Linked DNA regions of Mus musculus: region 2 is linked to region 1. Evidence: chromatin contacts called from public HiChIP or PLAC-seq data. All regions are on one chromosome and are shown on one strand. Each heading gives the region's core, a stretch centred on a gene start, on an enhancer-like site or on the middle of the called end of the contact. The rest is flanking DNA. Distances are from core to core; before and after follow the strand shown.

The links. HiChIP or PLAC-seq counts read pairs in DNA pulled down with a chosen protein or histone mark.
Region 2: an H3K4me3 HiChIP or PLAC-seq map of embryonic stem cells shows a contact between it and region 1, with 18 read pairs. The contact joins the promoter of Lzic here to the enhancer-like site in region 1. A contact is called at or near these places in 4 of 39 promoter capture datasets (cranial neural crest, hippocampal neurons, macrophages and 1 more), 4 of 115 datasets of contacts at active chromatin or transcription factors (the SCID.adh cell line, bone marrow-derived macrophages, embryonic stem cells and 1 more) and 1 of 9 other capture datasets (embryonic stem cells).

The regions. Positions count from the first base shown.
Region 1 is chr4:149,277,723-149,285,352 of GRCm38.p6, reverse strand. All of the region lies in intron 2 of Kif1b (kinesin family member 1B), which reads left to right. Among named protein-coding and RNA genes, the nearest start is that of Kif1b, 26 kb to the left of the region's middle. Within about 2 kb of position 3,097, at least 56 of the 459 cell types and tissues checked have an H3K27ac peak or open chromatin away from gene starts, as enhancers often do. A contact at or near this core is called in embryonic stem cells and memory CD8 T cells, where this site is marked.
Region 2 is chr4:149,480,461-149,488,090 of GRCm38.p6, reverse strand. Lzic (leucine zipper and CTNNBIP1 domain containing) reads right to left here and starts at 2,825. Exons shown (of 7, transcript NM_026963.6): 1 at 2,092-2,825; 2 at 1,231-1,339; 3 at 1-35. The coding sequence starts at 1,331. It overlaps Nmnat1 (nicotinamide nucleotide adenylyltransferase 1), which reads left to right and starts at 2,881. Exons shown (of 5, transcript NM_133435.2): 1 at 2,881-2,982. It overlaps Tmem274 (transmembrame protein 274), which reads right to left. Exons shown (of 6, transcript NM_001366402.1): 4 at 7,539-7,630; 5 at 5,712-5,778; 6 at 4,752-4,828. The coding sequence ends at 4,752.

The sequences.
Region 1 (7,630 bases), core at 1,848-4,347:
GATTCACTAAATAGAATTTGTCTTATCTTTCTCTTTAGTCATAATTGATAAGGAGAGAGAGAGGGAGAGGGAGAGAGAGAGAGAGAACCTTTTTTGTTTTGTTTTGTTTTGTTTTTCTAGACCATGCTGGTCTAGAACTCATAGATATCTGGCTGCCTTTTTTTTTTTTTTTTTCCCTTCCTATTTCTGTTCTTAAAGGTGATATCTACAGCCATATGACTGGGCTGTAGTGGTGCACACCTTTGATCCAGCACCAGAGGCAGGCATATGTGCATGAGTTTGAGGCCAGCCTGGCCTACAGAGCTAGTTATAGCACAGTCCAAGCTACACAAAGAAACCCTGTCTCTAAAATACCAAGACAAAAAAACAAGAATAGAAATAGGGCTCTTTTATTTTCTCCATTTTCAGTAACAATAACATAGTTTGTACAATGGTTTTCCTTTATCTAATGAAACTGTTGAAGTGGTCTGTCATTTAATAGTCTGTTGGATACCTTTCCTGTTTCTTGAATATTCTTCAAGACCATGATTTCATCCAGGCTTAGACCTGTAAGGTTGAGGCAAGAGATCTGGATTTTCAGGTCAGGCTGGGCTACTTAATAAGTGTGAGGCCAGTCCCAGCTTTGCAATGAGACACTGTCAGAAAACAAAACAGTGGGATTCCAAAGCTAGTAGGATAGCTCAGGGGTAGACCATGTGCTTTGCCTGCACCAAGTCACTCCCGTCCAAACCCGGGTGCCTCATGGTTTCAGTAGCTCGTGTTCTTTGTGCTTATGATCAGTGTTTCAGTTGTCACTGTTTATTTCAGACTTTTGAGTCTCAGGGTTCTCCTTTGTTAAATGGGAATCCTGAGGTTGAGGTAGCTCACCGATATAGCCACTGCATACCATGTGAGACAGAGGCTTCAGTTTCCAGAATCAGTAAGTGGGGCAAAGCTGTTGCTTTCCAACCATCTAACCCAGGACCATTTATAAGGATCAAATACAATGATATATACTTGTAGAAGGATATTTGAAAAATAATTTTGAGTCGGGCGTGGTGGCGCACGCCTTTAATCCCAGCACTCGGGGAGGCAGAGGCAGGTGGATTTCTGAGTTCGAGACCAGCCTGGTCTACAAAGTGAGTTCCAGGACAGCCAGGGCTACACAGAGAAATCCTGTCGAAAAAACAAAAAAAAAATGTTGTGGTTATTCTTAGTACCAAAGTTATTTTTAGTCAGAGGTTTGGTTTTTGGGGGGTTTTTTTTTGCATTTATTTTATTTTTTGTGTGTATGTCTGTGCGTTTGTGCACTTGTGTGGCGGTCAGAGACACCTTGTGGGTCATTTCTCTTTTTACTTTGTGGATTCCAGGGGTTGAACTCATAAGGCTCAGCAGGAAGCCTACTTACTGGTCGAGCCATTGTGCTAGCTAGGAATGTTAAGTTTAAAGTCAGAAATAATTGTGTATAAGTTAGATGAGACTTTTTCTGTGTATATTTGGAACTGCTTTTCATCCATCCACTTATTCAAATATATTTTACCCTGTGTGTGCGCACACGCGCGCGAGAGGGACAAAAAGACAGAGACAAAGAGAGACAGAGACTGTGTGTGTGTGTGTGTGTGTGTGTGTGTGTGTGTGTGTGTGTGTGTGTGGTGGTGGTGGCTGGGGGCACATGTCTGCTGTGCCATGGTGCACATGTGGAGAACGACCATGGAGTGTCAGCTTTATCTTCTTGTGGCTCATGGTCCTGGAGATCCAGCTCAGGTAGTCAGGCTTACACAGGAGGTGCTCATATCTGCTGAGCTTTCTTGCTGGCCTAAGAACTGCATTAAAAAATTTAAATTGCATTAATTATTTATTGTGTGTGTTGGGGAGGGCAGTATTTGTGCCACAGTGCACATGTGGAGATCAGAGCACAACTTTTGGAAGTTGATTCTCTTCTTTCTCCATGTGCGTTCTGGGAATCAAGAATGGGTCATCAGGCTTGGTGGTAAATGCCTGTGCTTCTTACTGGCCCGAAAACTGATTTTATTATATATAAGCTTTTAAACTGCTTACATTGTTTTCATACCAAAACAGCTATGCAAGAGACAGCTGGGGGCTGGAGAGGTAGCTCAGCAGTTAAGGGCACTTGTTGCTCTTGCAGAGGACTGGGTTCATTTCCTATCATTCACTGCGGTGGGTGACTCATAACCATCCAATACTCTGGATCTAGGGAGATCCCTCACCCTCTTCTGGCCTCCATGGGAAATCTCTTTTTGCCTTGGCTCTCCTGGAAAACCTATGTAAAGTAGGGTGGGCTGAGACTTAACCTGCCTGCCTCTGCCTTCGGAGTGCTGGGATTAAAAGTGTGTGTCCCTATGCCCTCCCAACAATAAGATCTGCTAGGAAACCTGACCTTGGTTTTCTGCTGTCCATTTTAAAGTTAATTTTTAAATATTCATGCCAGTAGCAAGGTGCTGTGATTGCGTTTGGTAACCCAGTGAGATCTGAAATGGAGGGTGAGCTAGCAAGCTGGTCTGCTGCTTCTGTTTGTTAGGGAGGGCAGGCCTTCAGTGGTTGCTCTGTCAAGGATTGTGCGTTACAGTAGGCTAAATACTGTTGTTCACAGATGTATTGTTCAGTAATGTGTATGATGTGGGTATAAGCAGGAAATATTCAGCAAGCAGAACCTTTTAGAGTTTTTGGTTTATTTTAGAGATAAAAGTAATTGAAGTAGTATGATGCCCATTGGAAAGCACCGGGGAGGGGCATCTTTATAAGGGAGGGAGGAGACGGGAAAGGTTGGGGGTTTCTCAGAAGCCCTTTGTTTTGGCAGAGCAGAGAATGCAGTAAGGCAATGATTCTGGGGTTGGTTCTCCGCCTTCTGCTTTGTTCTCTTGACTCTGCTGTCATCTTGTTTGCCAGGCTCCTTGGCCTTTGTGGTTTGTTTATGTGTGTGCACATGCTTATGTTTGTGGTGCCTGTTGAGGCCACGGGGTGTCAGATCCCTGGGGTAAGAGTTACAAGTGTTATTGAACTGCCCGACGTGGGTGCTGGGATCTGAACTCTAGGCCTTAGAATTGAGCAGCAAGTGTTCCTTACTGCTGAGCTGTCTGCTGACCCACACTACACCTTTTTATGTTGATTCTGGTGAGTAACTCTGTATGTGGCTAGCACTTTCACCTCTCAGCCATCTCCCTGGCCCCAGCTTTATCTCCTAAAATTGTTCAATATTTGCTTAGGAAGATCAGCTGTTTGTTTTGGTGGGGGAGTGTAAGATCTCACTGTGTCGTTGAGTCTGGCTTCACCTTTTTATCTTCCTACCTTGATCCCCTGAGCCACCATATCTAGCTTTTAGAATTAAAAAAAAATTGTATAAAGCAAGTGTGTTCTAAATTTTGTCCTGTTTTATTTGTTTGCCTGCATGTCTGGTCTCCTGATGCCTGTGGAGGCCAGAAGAGAGGTCAGATCTCCCAGAACTGGATTCACAGGAGGTTGTGAGCTGCCCTGTGGGCGACTGCAATGAACCAGAGTCCTTTGGAAAAGCAGTCTCTCTAGTCGCATGGGGTTGGTTGGTTTGTGTGTTTGTTTGTTTGTTTTTCAAGACAGGGTTTCTCTGTGTAGCCCTGGCTGTCCTGGAACTCACTCTGTAGACCAGGCTGGCCTCGAATTCAGAAATCGGCCTGCTTCTGCCTCCCGAGGGCTGGTATTAAAGGTGTGCACCACCATGCCTGTCTAGTCTCATGTTTTGTTGTTTTAAAGAATGACCATATGGTGACATTGGAGAGTTGTGGCTTGTTTTCTTTTCTTTTCATATCCCCCCTTTGATAGAGTCTTTTTATATAGCCCTGGCTGTCCTGCTGTTCTAGAACTCACTAGGTAAACAAAGCTCACCTTGAACTCTTCCTTTAGAATGCTGGGGTTGAGATGTTGCCACCACTCATTCATTCATATATATATATATATACATATACACACACACACACACACACACACACACACACCTGTTTGGGTTTGTTTTTTTTAAATCACATTAGGGATGTAGTTTGTTATATTTAAATGGTTAAAGCACTTTTTGGTTATAAGTATTTTATTCAAATCTACTTTATGTTTTCTGCCCTTTTACTGTATTGGCAGAAGACTCTAAAAGGTTATGGCTGTAGGTTTTGATTTCATGGTTTTGAAATATAAATGGTGGATATAATATTTTATTTTGTGCCCTTTTCCCTTAATTTTTGACGTAGGATTCTTTCAGCAGATGAAGGCTACTCTGGTATCACTGGGCTTTTTGCTTTGTGTTTTTGAGGCAGAGTCATACTGTGCAGCCTTAGAAGTCCACAAATAATCATCCTCCTGCCTCAGCCTCGTGAGTGGGATGATTACAGGCACGAGCCACCATGCCTAGTCCGTCACGAGGATTTTAACAAACCCAGACATCCTGCTTTTGAGAGAAGTTAATATAAAGTTGCAGAGCTCCCACGCTGATATGTTGATTATAGCTGCAGGCAGAGCCTTGGTAGTTTGTCGACAGCAGTGTAATTACTGCATTAGTGACTTTGAGATATTAGATAAACAAATTTATTCTGCAGAATAAAAAGGGCTTTAAATACAAATCTTCTTTTAACAGCCTTGTTTTCTAGGGTTCCGTAATGAAAACATTTTGTATATTTATGCTCCCCACAGTTGTGGGGAGGAGTAAAGTATTTAGCAGACTTTGGAAGGCTAAGACTTTTACATTACTTAGTTTTTGTGTGAGTGTAAACATTGCACACACACACACACACCATGGTGTTTCATGGAGGTCAGGGAGTAAGGGAGTCAGCTCTCTTCTTCCATCGTGGAGGACACAGGGACCAAACCAAGGGGTTTTGTTTGTTTGTTTTGTTTGATTTACTTATTCAGACACACCAGAAGGGGGCATCAGATTCTATTACAGATGGTTGTGAGCCACCCTGTGGTTGCTGGGAATTGCACTAAAGACCTTTGGAATTGCTCTTAACCACTGAGCCATCTCTTCAGCACCCTTCCCCCACAACCCCAGGTTGTCTCTTGATGGCAAGCATCTTTCCCTACTGAGCCATCTTGTCAGTCCTCTAAGTTTTAGCTTTTAAAAGAATATATATATATATATATATATTTTTTTTTTTTTAATTTATGTGTATGTGTGTGTACCTGTGTAAGTTTATTTGTGTAGGAGCCCAGAGAATCCAGCAGTTGTCAGACTCTGGGGAATGGGAATTAGAGGTGGTTGTGGTCCTTTGCAAGAGTGGTAAGCACCTAACTGCTGAGCCATCTCTCCAGCCCCTTCTGAAGGTAATCTTTACTGGAAGTGATTGCAAGGAGAGCAGGATTAACTCTGGCTCATTACTAAACTACAGTCAGGCCTTTGAGACACGTGTGATGACTGCTTTAACGATGTTCATCTATAGTGTAGATAATGACACCATCCTGCTCTTTTCTGGCCTTCTTAAGGTAGACAGTGTTGACAGTGGCATGAGAATTAGGAGTTTGAACACAAGGCAAAGTGAAGAATTTCTGGATGAAGGGTCATTGATTCGGGAAGAAAGATACATTGAGACCTCGGGAGTTGTAGCTGCTGTTCAGATGTCTAAAGGAGGACTTAGAGAGCAGCCTGCGAATAAGACTTAACTTGGTGGTGACTGCAAGTGTGCAGGAGGGGGAGGCAGAAGGAACACAACTTTTAGGTCAGCCTGGGCTATGAGAGCTTGGCCCTACAGTTCCCCAAGTGTGTAGTACATACATATGTGCATATTACATGCTTTTAATTAGGAAATGTTTTAATATTCAAGATAATACACATATAAATACAAAGAATAAAATATAAAAAAAAATAAACTAAATCTAAAAAGAAGGGTGGGAAGGCAGGCTCGTTGGTTTTGAGTATGCACTGCTCTAGCAGAAGGTTTGAGTTTGGTTCTTAGTATCTACACTGGGTGCCTCACAGCTGCCTGCTTGTAACTCCACTTGCAAGGGATCAGACACCCTTTACTGGACTCAGGTCCCCGAACTCACATTCCACATACCCCTATAGACAGACAGACAGACAGACACGCGCGCGCGCACACACACCTGAAAGACAATCCAAAAAAAAATATGGTGGCTCAGTGGTTAAGAGGACTTCCAGAGGACCTGGGTTTGATTTCCAGTACCCAGAGGGCGGTTCACCCCATCTGTAACTTCAGCTCTAAGGCACCTAACACTCATCTTTTGCCCTCGGCCACCAGGCATGTAAATGGTGCATAAACATAAATACAGGCAAAACTCCCATACAAGTTTAAACATTTTTTATAAATTGTATAGATAGATACAGAACTTAAGAAGTAGAACATAGGGGCCAGAGACGCTGCCCAATGGTTAAGAGCACTGGCTGCTTTTCCACAGGACCGGCACTCAATTCCCAGCCCCCATTCTGTGGTGAACAGGCATCTGTAACTGTGGTTCCAGGGGATCTGATGCCCTTCCAGCCTTTTAGGCATGAGGCATATGCAAAGTGCATCGTCACACATGCAAGCAAAACACCCAGACACATAAAGTTACATTATTTGTAAAAAGAAGTAGGAATTACCATGTCTTCTGTATTTTCTGATAACTCTTGCAATGATGTTGACTTTTGTACTATTTTATTCTTGCCTGCACTGTGCAGACAAACAAACAAGAAACCCAGCTTGGTTGTATTACTCTAAGAAGCTTCAAAGATGGACAGAAAGCTTGTTAAGGAGGAAGAAACGGATTTTGTGTGAACTTGCTGTATTCTGATATAGATTGTTTTTGTTGTTTTCCCTCAGGGAAATGACAAGTCAAGGTGTAGGCACTAAGAATTGGTTCTTCATGTTCTGATAGAACTGTAACTGAACAAATACGGCTTAAGTGTGTGAAACAGCCAATGTCTAGTTGTCAGAGGTGTTTATTAACCGTCTTTCGAGTGGTAAAGGCTGACTCGAGGGCCATGCCTCCATCTCATCATGCTTGCTGTTTTTTTAGCTTGGACTCTTAATTTTTGTTTTCTTGGTAGTTTGTTGTCTTATTGTTAAAACAGAGAAACTTTAGGCGAATAAAGAGAGTTTTAAACAACACCTATGGTTTAATTTAGGGGGTAGCAATATGCATATAGCCATATACATATACAAATATATAAAATGCCCTACTGTTTCAACTTGGTAATCTTGATATGTGCAAAGCTAATTGTGACAGCTCTGCAGAGTCAAATTCTAAATCTGCCGCTAGCTATTTCTGTGGCCTAAAGAATATTGAATTTTCTGTGATGGTTTTTTAAAAAATGGGATGAGAAAACATTTGCCTCATTGAGTGCTTAGGAGGATAAAACAGTTGCTAAACACAAAATACTATGGGTTGGAGTAATTACACCTTCAAATGCTGGCTGATATGTTGTACTCTTTTGTTAGACTTTGATTAGATTACCATTTATTTGTAGGGAGATGTTCTTTCTAGAATCATGTCCTCTGGTCACATGATTATGTGTAATGTGAGCCTTATTAATACTCTGTCAGCATTTGAGGTTGGAACATAAGTATGTGGCTATACCCAGAGGAATCCAGCAAGAGGGGGAGCTAAGCTCCATAGCAACGGTTGCTATTTGTGTCCGCTACACCAGCTGCCCAAAACACATTTACTTTTTAATCCTGTTTTC
Region 2 (7,630 bases), core at 1,576-4,075, 200 kb before region 1:
TAGTTTCTTCATATTCATCCGCATCGAGCTCCTCCCTAAGTCACAGCTCACGTCAGAATGCAGAAATGTACACCACAAGTTTCAAAGCATGACAATCTTAGCAGCTGTTCTAGAGCAAGCTGGAGGGAAACACCAATCGCTTGCGGTGCACATGTCCCCCGAGTTACACTTCTGGCATTTCCGCTGCCTTTCAGTGAGGTTAAACTCAGGATGAGAGTGCCATCTCCCCTCGCCCCGGTCAACTTTTACTGATTTGAGTCACACTTCAAGCACATGGTGACTTCTCTTATGCATCAACGGCACAGCCTAGGGCGACCAAGTACAGAAAGCCAAACCTCAGCTTACCTATTCAACTCCAGAGAATGATAGTACAGTGCTACTACGATTCTTATGGAGACTAAACAAAATAAAGTGCCTGGCATCTAGTTATAGCTAAACAGTTTCTATTAGCATCAGACTCTTCAGTGGTAGGAAGCACCTTGTGTACCCTGCAAACAACAACAACACATCTGTCATCTGAGTAAAAGGTTATTTTTATTCTCCAGGCAAGCCGCTTATTAAATATTTACTACAAGTAACAGCAGCTCCGCTCAGAGAACTACCATTTATGGAGTGCTCAATTGGGCCAAGCACTGTTTTGCCTCCTTCGTTTTAACATTTGTAACATCCTTACAAGGCTATTAACAGCTACGATTATTAGTATGCTTGTTTTCTTCTGCTTTATTGAAACAGTGACTCATGTAGCAGGCTGGCCTGGAGCTCTCCACGAAGTGAAGCACGCGCTCCTACCCGCATGCATCTGCCTCACTGCTGGGATTACAGGAGAGCAGCACCTCCCTTCCCGTCCCTCTTCTTCTTCTTCTTCTTCTTCGATGCTGGGCATTGGGCTCAGAGCCTCTAGCTGTTAGGCACCCACTCATCCACAGAGCCTTACCCCCGTCCCCAGCCTAATCATAGTATTTTTAGCAATTAGTTCATACTAGGCAAAGCTGTTTAAAATACTAAAGACAAAGGAAACATTATTTCCAGGAGCTTAAGTATTTTAAGTCTTCCATAGCTGAGGCTTTATGACTACAGAGCTTGACAAGTTTGCTTCTACAAACCAAGTGCTGTAAAATACTACAGAAGAGACCAAAGTCACACGCGGGCTTCAGGCTTGCATCCACGGAGCCTGACCTCTCTTCGTACAAACAAGTGTTTACGGAGTGAGAACATATAGTTATAACTTACCTGCATTCCTCCAGGTCTTGTAACTGCTGCATCAGTCTATCCAACTGCTCTTCTAAATTCTGCTTTAGTTTGCTTGTCTCTGTCTTTCCTCTGGAAGCCATTTTAATCACTGTAAGAACAATAAGCCCACATGAGTACACTGTATTTGGTTACTTGGGAAGATTCAACATATTGGTGCAATTCAAAATTAAGAAAATCTAAAATGCTGGGTGGCAGATTTCTGAGTTCGAGGCCAGCCTGGTCTACAGAGTGAGTTCCAGGACAGCCAGAACTACGCAGAGAAACCCTGTCTAGAACCACGCCCCCCAAAAAAAGAAAAAGAAAAAAGTAAATTATGAAAATGTAAAATGAAAAGAACATATTTTTTCTAAGATTACAGGTATGTGCTAACATGCCCAGACTTGTTTTTCTTCCCCCAGAACAGGGGATTGAATCCAGGCGCTCATTCCTGCTAAGCAAGGACTCTACCATTAAGATAAATCCCCTGCACAGTAAGTTATTACTGTTTAACACAAAAATTTATCTCTTCTTGGGGGAAATGGAGGAACCAGAATGCTACATATACGCTACGCCAGACTGCACTCCCAAGCTGCAATACAGTCTCAAAAGGCAAAGTTATTCTGAATAAATTTAAGGAAAAATAAAGGCTTGTACAACAAACAAACAAAAAAAAAAAAAACAAAAACAAAAAAAAAAAAACAAAGCAACAACAAAAAAACTTTAACCACACTACAGATTTAGACCAGAAAGATTTGACTCACTGGCACCACCTAGTATTGAATAAAAGTGATGCGTTTCCTTTGAGACTGCCGAAATGGCCAACACTGTCATCTGGAGTGGAATATATTCATTCACGCTCACCGGGGTTCCAGTATCCTGTCCCGTGCACGGTGCTCAAAACTCGCCAACTGTCGGAGCTCTGAGTGTCATCAATTTGAGGAAAGCGAAGTTGTCATAAAGTTTACCGGAGGCTCAAACTTCAAACCTCCTGGGGTGGAGCTGGCTAGAACAAGGTAAAACTGTTAAGAGTTTTATTTGCTGTGTCTGAACTTGGCCTACAGCTGTCCAGATCACTTCCCGCTAAGCAGACTGTAACTGAAATACGTTCTCCATTCCTAGGAAGACGCGGGAGAGGCCACTGAATCCCTGGGCTGTGCCTCCCGTAGCTTTTGCCGAGTCTCCTCTGGGTGAGGCCACAGCACTCGGGACTCGGCTTGAGGAAAACTGTCCAACTCAGACGCACGAGAAGGCAAGGGCAGAAAGCACACCTTCTCAGGGACGGAGGTGAGCAAAGCCCGGGCCCGGGACCACCGGAGCAAAAATAAGGCAGAGCCGGACCGCACGCTCGGATGCCGGCCTCCTCCCCGCGGACAGACGAACTCCAAGCTCCCGCCGAGGTGTGCAGGTCCCGCCAAGGCCGGGCTCCAGCAGGCCCGGTGGTCACCTGAGGAGGCGGGGAGTCCTACGCCTGCGAAACGCTTCTCCGTCCTCCCTGATCGGAAAACAGGACAACCTCCTTCGCCCTCCCGATCCCCGCCTGCCGCCCGCTAGCGGATCCCAGGGTTTGGAACCAGGGGCCCCGCCTACCTGACTCCCCGGCCTGGCGGACCGCATGGAGCGAGCACTTCCGCTGGATTCGCGCACTTCCGGCTGTGTGGGGCCAATGAGAGCAAGGCGGCGGTGTTCCCTGCGCTGGCGTCCGGGCCGAGGTTGTCTCCTGGAGGACTAGGGCCGTTTGGCCTTCAAGGCCTGGTAAGCAACCCACCGAGGTCCTAGGAGACGAGCCTGTGCGAGCGTTAGCCCGGTGACCCGTACTTTGCCAAGCAAGGGACAATGCACAATGGCTGGGCCTTTAGAGACTTTTGTAACGGTCCCTGGGGCCAGCTCTTCATAGTCAACTCTTGCCCTTTAGTTCTTGGAACCAAAAAGTTGGTAACTTTCCTGTGACCTTGGTGCAGGTCAGTTCCCCCACTTGGGGTGGCCTGGATTCTTCCTCTCTAGAGATTTCTTGAGAGCAGACGCCCATGAACTTAGAGGGATGTGGGTGAGAGGCAATGGGGGAAAGCCAGTGCTGAGAAGGACATTCCCTTTTAGTCGTTTCCAAATCTGGGAAAGAGCAAGCCCACACAGCCTTTGAGAACCAGTTAAATTGCTGCTGAGTGGACTGTAAACTGTTACCAGGGAGCTGAGTGGAGAAAGGGCTATGCCAGCCCTTTGGGACCCAGATCCTGAGTCCCAAATGTCGGATATTGAGCTACACTGTTGGATTCTGGGTTTGCTTAATTGTGATTATTCCTATTCTCTGGTTCTGCCCTTTTGGGATTAGAAAGTATGAAACTTATTTTGATTTTACAGGAGCTCATGATTAAAAGACTTGGACTTTTAAAGAGACTCGGAACTTTAAAAGTTTTGAAATTTTGAAAGACTGAGAATTTTGAAAGTTGGTCTATGCTTTTGTTTTATAATGTTAACAGGGACTTTGGAGACAAGAAATCGAAAGGTTATAGCTTACAGTGATGCCTTTGTGAAGTTGAAGGGGGGGGGGTGTTAGAAGTTCATAGTTAAGCCGGGCGTGGTGGCGCAGGCCTTTGATCCCAGCACTCGGGAGGCAGAGGCAGGTGGATTTCTGAGTTCGAGGCCACCCTGATGTACTGGGCTGTATAAGAAAGCCAGCTTCCTAGGTGCTGGGCATTGGCACTAAAGAGGCAGAGATGGAATGATATCTCTGAGTTCAGGGCCAGTCTGGTCTACAGACTGAGTTTAAGCCAGGAGGCAGCAGCATTCATTCCTCAGTAGTGTCTGCTTCAGGTTCCTCCTAGAGCCCGTGCCCCAATTCTTTCAGTGATGGACTGACCTGGAAGTATAAGGCAAAAGAACCCTTCCTCCCCAAGTTGCTTTTGGTCAGAGTGTTTTGTCACAGCAGCAGAGTGAGGCTCAGACACTGGCTATATGTTCTACAAAATAATTGGCTGTAGTAATATGAAAGATTGTTGTAACCCATAAAGAGATTCTCTTTATCCAAAAGTTCCCACAACGTAAAGAATGTATAGATTGATCTTGGTGAGATCTTAGGTCTGCACGACTGTTTTCCTGTGAAGCTTCACTTTGCTGAGATGAGCGATTTCTTTTGACAATGTCCACTTCTGCCGGTGTCATCGGCTCAGATTCTAATGTCCCTATTTTATAAGATCCGAGGTTTATAGGAAGTCATTGTAGCAATCTTGAGAGTATTGTGTAGACACTCACTCCTCCTTCGTATGAAGGTGTTTTTAATGGCGATCCTGTGGTATCAGTTGACCAATCGTTTCCCGCTTCTTCAGCACTCATTAAGCAACTTCTATGATGGCTAGTCTTGGCATGCTTTTTGCGTGGTTATGATGTGCAGCAGACATTTTATGTAGAAATGGCAGCTAGGTCATCTTGTGAGATGCTTGACGGTACACAGTGGTAATGCTGGGGCGGACTCAGTCAGCCCAGGTGTGTAAATGAGGCAGGAAACCAGCAGGACCTATGGGCTAGCTTCAGACTGTTGGCTTAGCATCTGGTCTTGGGCAGGTCACTTTGGACAGCCAGATGAGCCCCATGCCAGAAAAAAGCACTGCAGGACAGAGCACAGTGTCTAATAAGGTGGAGCAGGACTCAGGTGAGAAGGATGCTTTTAAAAACGTATTCCTTCAAAAGTTCATACACAAGGGGATGGCATATATAAATGTTTGTTGATCGTGTTCCCGCAGTACTGCCTTACCCCCTCTCCCACCTCAAAACCTTTCTTCCCCAACACATCCCACCCAACTTCCATGACTTTTTTTTGTTTTGTTTTCTTTGTGGCCTAGAGGCTTTAATTAATGTTGCCTGCATAAATGGGGGGTGAGGAGGTGTGTGAGCAAGGCGCCTTACCAGTGCCTACAACCAAAGAAAAATCTGACTCCCTCTCCAGCTACCATTAACTGCCAATAGTGTGCACCCTGGGGAGGGAAGGGGTGAGGCCTTATGAGCCCCCTCCTCTGGCCATGATGACGGGATGTTAAGAGGCCCAGTCCTGTGCAGATCCAATGCAGCTAACTAAAGCTGCTGTGGAAGATCTAACTTTGAGACAGGGTTTCTCTATTACATAGTTCCTAGAACTCATTAGGTAGACCAGGCTAGCCTCCGACTCACAGAAAACCACCTGTCTCCATCTCTGCCTCTACCTCCTCTGGAGTGTCTGGGACTGCCAACCTGTGTGTCACCACCTGGGCATAGGGTGGTGCTGGTGGCTGAGCCCCGGACCTCAGCTGTGCTGGCTGGCACTCTTCCCAACTGAGCTGCGTCCCAGGAAGTTTCTTTACATCCCATCCAAAGCCTCCCTTTCCTGTCTTTAACACTCTGTCTCTGTGAGTTCTGCAGTAAGAGGAGCTGGGGCCTCTGAGCTCACACAGTGTCTTCCCTTGAGGGGTCTGCAAGGGGGTCTGGATAGGGGCTTGGGAGGTGTTTTGACTCACCCGTGGATACCAGGCTGCCCACTGACAGCACCACAGATAGGTAGTAAAGTTCAGGGGTGGTTTTCTCCTGTATGAGAAACAAAACACCATCAGAAATATCTCTGTTCTTTAGCCAGTGGGGTTTGGTTTAGGTTTGGTTTGGTTGTGTTGTTTCAACAAGGGTCTCGCTGTGCTGCCCTGGCTGTCCTGGAACTCACTAAGACCAGGCTGGACTCAAAACTCATAGAGATCCACCTGCCTCTGCCTACCAAGTGCTGGGCTTAAAGGGGTACACTACATTTAGCTTTGTTTGGGTTGTGACATAGTGTTTCTGTGTAGCCCAGGCTTCCCTAGTTCTTGCAATCCTGCTGCCTCTGCTTCTCAAGCCCCACAGTCACAGGCACGTGTGCTACATGTGTCTTGTGACATTTACTGTCTTTAATATTATTAAAATGTTCTTAGGGCCAGTGAGATGGCTTAGTGAGCAAAGGTGCTTGCCACCAAACCTGATGATGATCTGAGTTCAATACTGCCTGGTTAGAAGGAGAGCATAGCCTTGTCTACTCCATAGACTTGTCCGCCACATGCTTGCCACGGCATATGTTTCCATATACACATCACACACACACACACAAATGTGATACACTTTTTAAATTTTTTAAAAGTTAAAATTCGGGTTGGAGAGATGGCTCCACTGACTGCTTTTCTAGAGGTCCTGAGTTCAATTCCCAAAAACCACATGGTAGCTCACAACCATCTGTAATGGGATCTGATGCTGCCTTCTGGGGTGTCTGAAGACAGTGACAGTGTACCCATATACTAAAATAAATAAAGAATTCTTTTTAAAATATGTACATATACATATTTTTTTCTATTAACATGGGATTCACCCACAATAAGAAAATCTCATGACGAGTGTGATGGCTCATGCCTTTCAGCCCAACACTCTGGAGGTAGAGGTAGATCTCTGAGTTCTAAGCCAGCCAAGGCTACATAGAGAGACCCTGTCTCAAAAACACAAGCAACAAAAGCAAAGTCACCGTCACTACCAACAACAAACAAAATGGTGTACATGTGTGTACATGTGTGTACATGTGTGTGCAAGTGTACACTTACATGTAGAAGCAGGCATCCTCAGGAATGTTATTTGCCTCCTTAAGATGGGATCTCAACCTGTTAGACTTGGCTGGACTTTAAGCCCCAGAATATGCCTGTCTTTCCCCTCCTCCAACAGTGGGACTACAAGTACCACATGTACCCCATACCCGGCTTTCCCATGCTTTGAGGGTCAAATTCAGGTCCTCTCACACTTTCCCATGGAGCTCTCCCTCTGGCCCCCAGAAAGCTTTGACTTTTCTAGAATAACTGTGGTGTATCTGATTATTTAAATTCCATGCCTATGTATCTCTATTTTCAACATAAGTAGATAATAAATATTAAAAAGTAATGGTAGCTGGGTGTTGGTGGCACTCGACATTGAATCCCTGCGAGTGGGAAGCAGAGGCAGGTGGAACTCTGAGTTCAAGAACAGCTTGGTCTAAAGAATGAGTTCCAGGACAGCCAGGGCTATACAGAAAAACCCTGTCTCAACACACACTCCCTTCCCCCCCCAAAAAAAAAAGGGAAAGAAAAGAAAAATAATGTAACCAATTGTTCAGAGTAAGATACCAAAACAGGGACCGGTGAGATGGCTCGCCAGGAAGTCTGCTGCTGAGCCGGATAACCTGAATTTGATCCTCAGAGGAGACCCAGCACCCACAAGTTGTCCTCTGGCCCCCACTCGGATATTGTGGCATGCATGCAATGACACACATGGGTAAATTAATGCACAAATAGTAAAAAGCATACGCAGTCTGAAGCCAGGAGTGTTAACAGCCCAGCGCAGACTCCTTCACCAAAGGACGCCACGCCAAATACCGCTAGTGCTGTCCTTAGAGCCA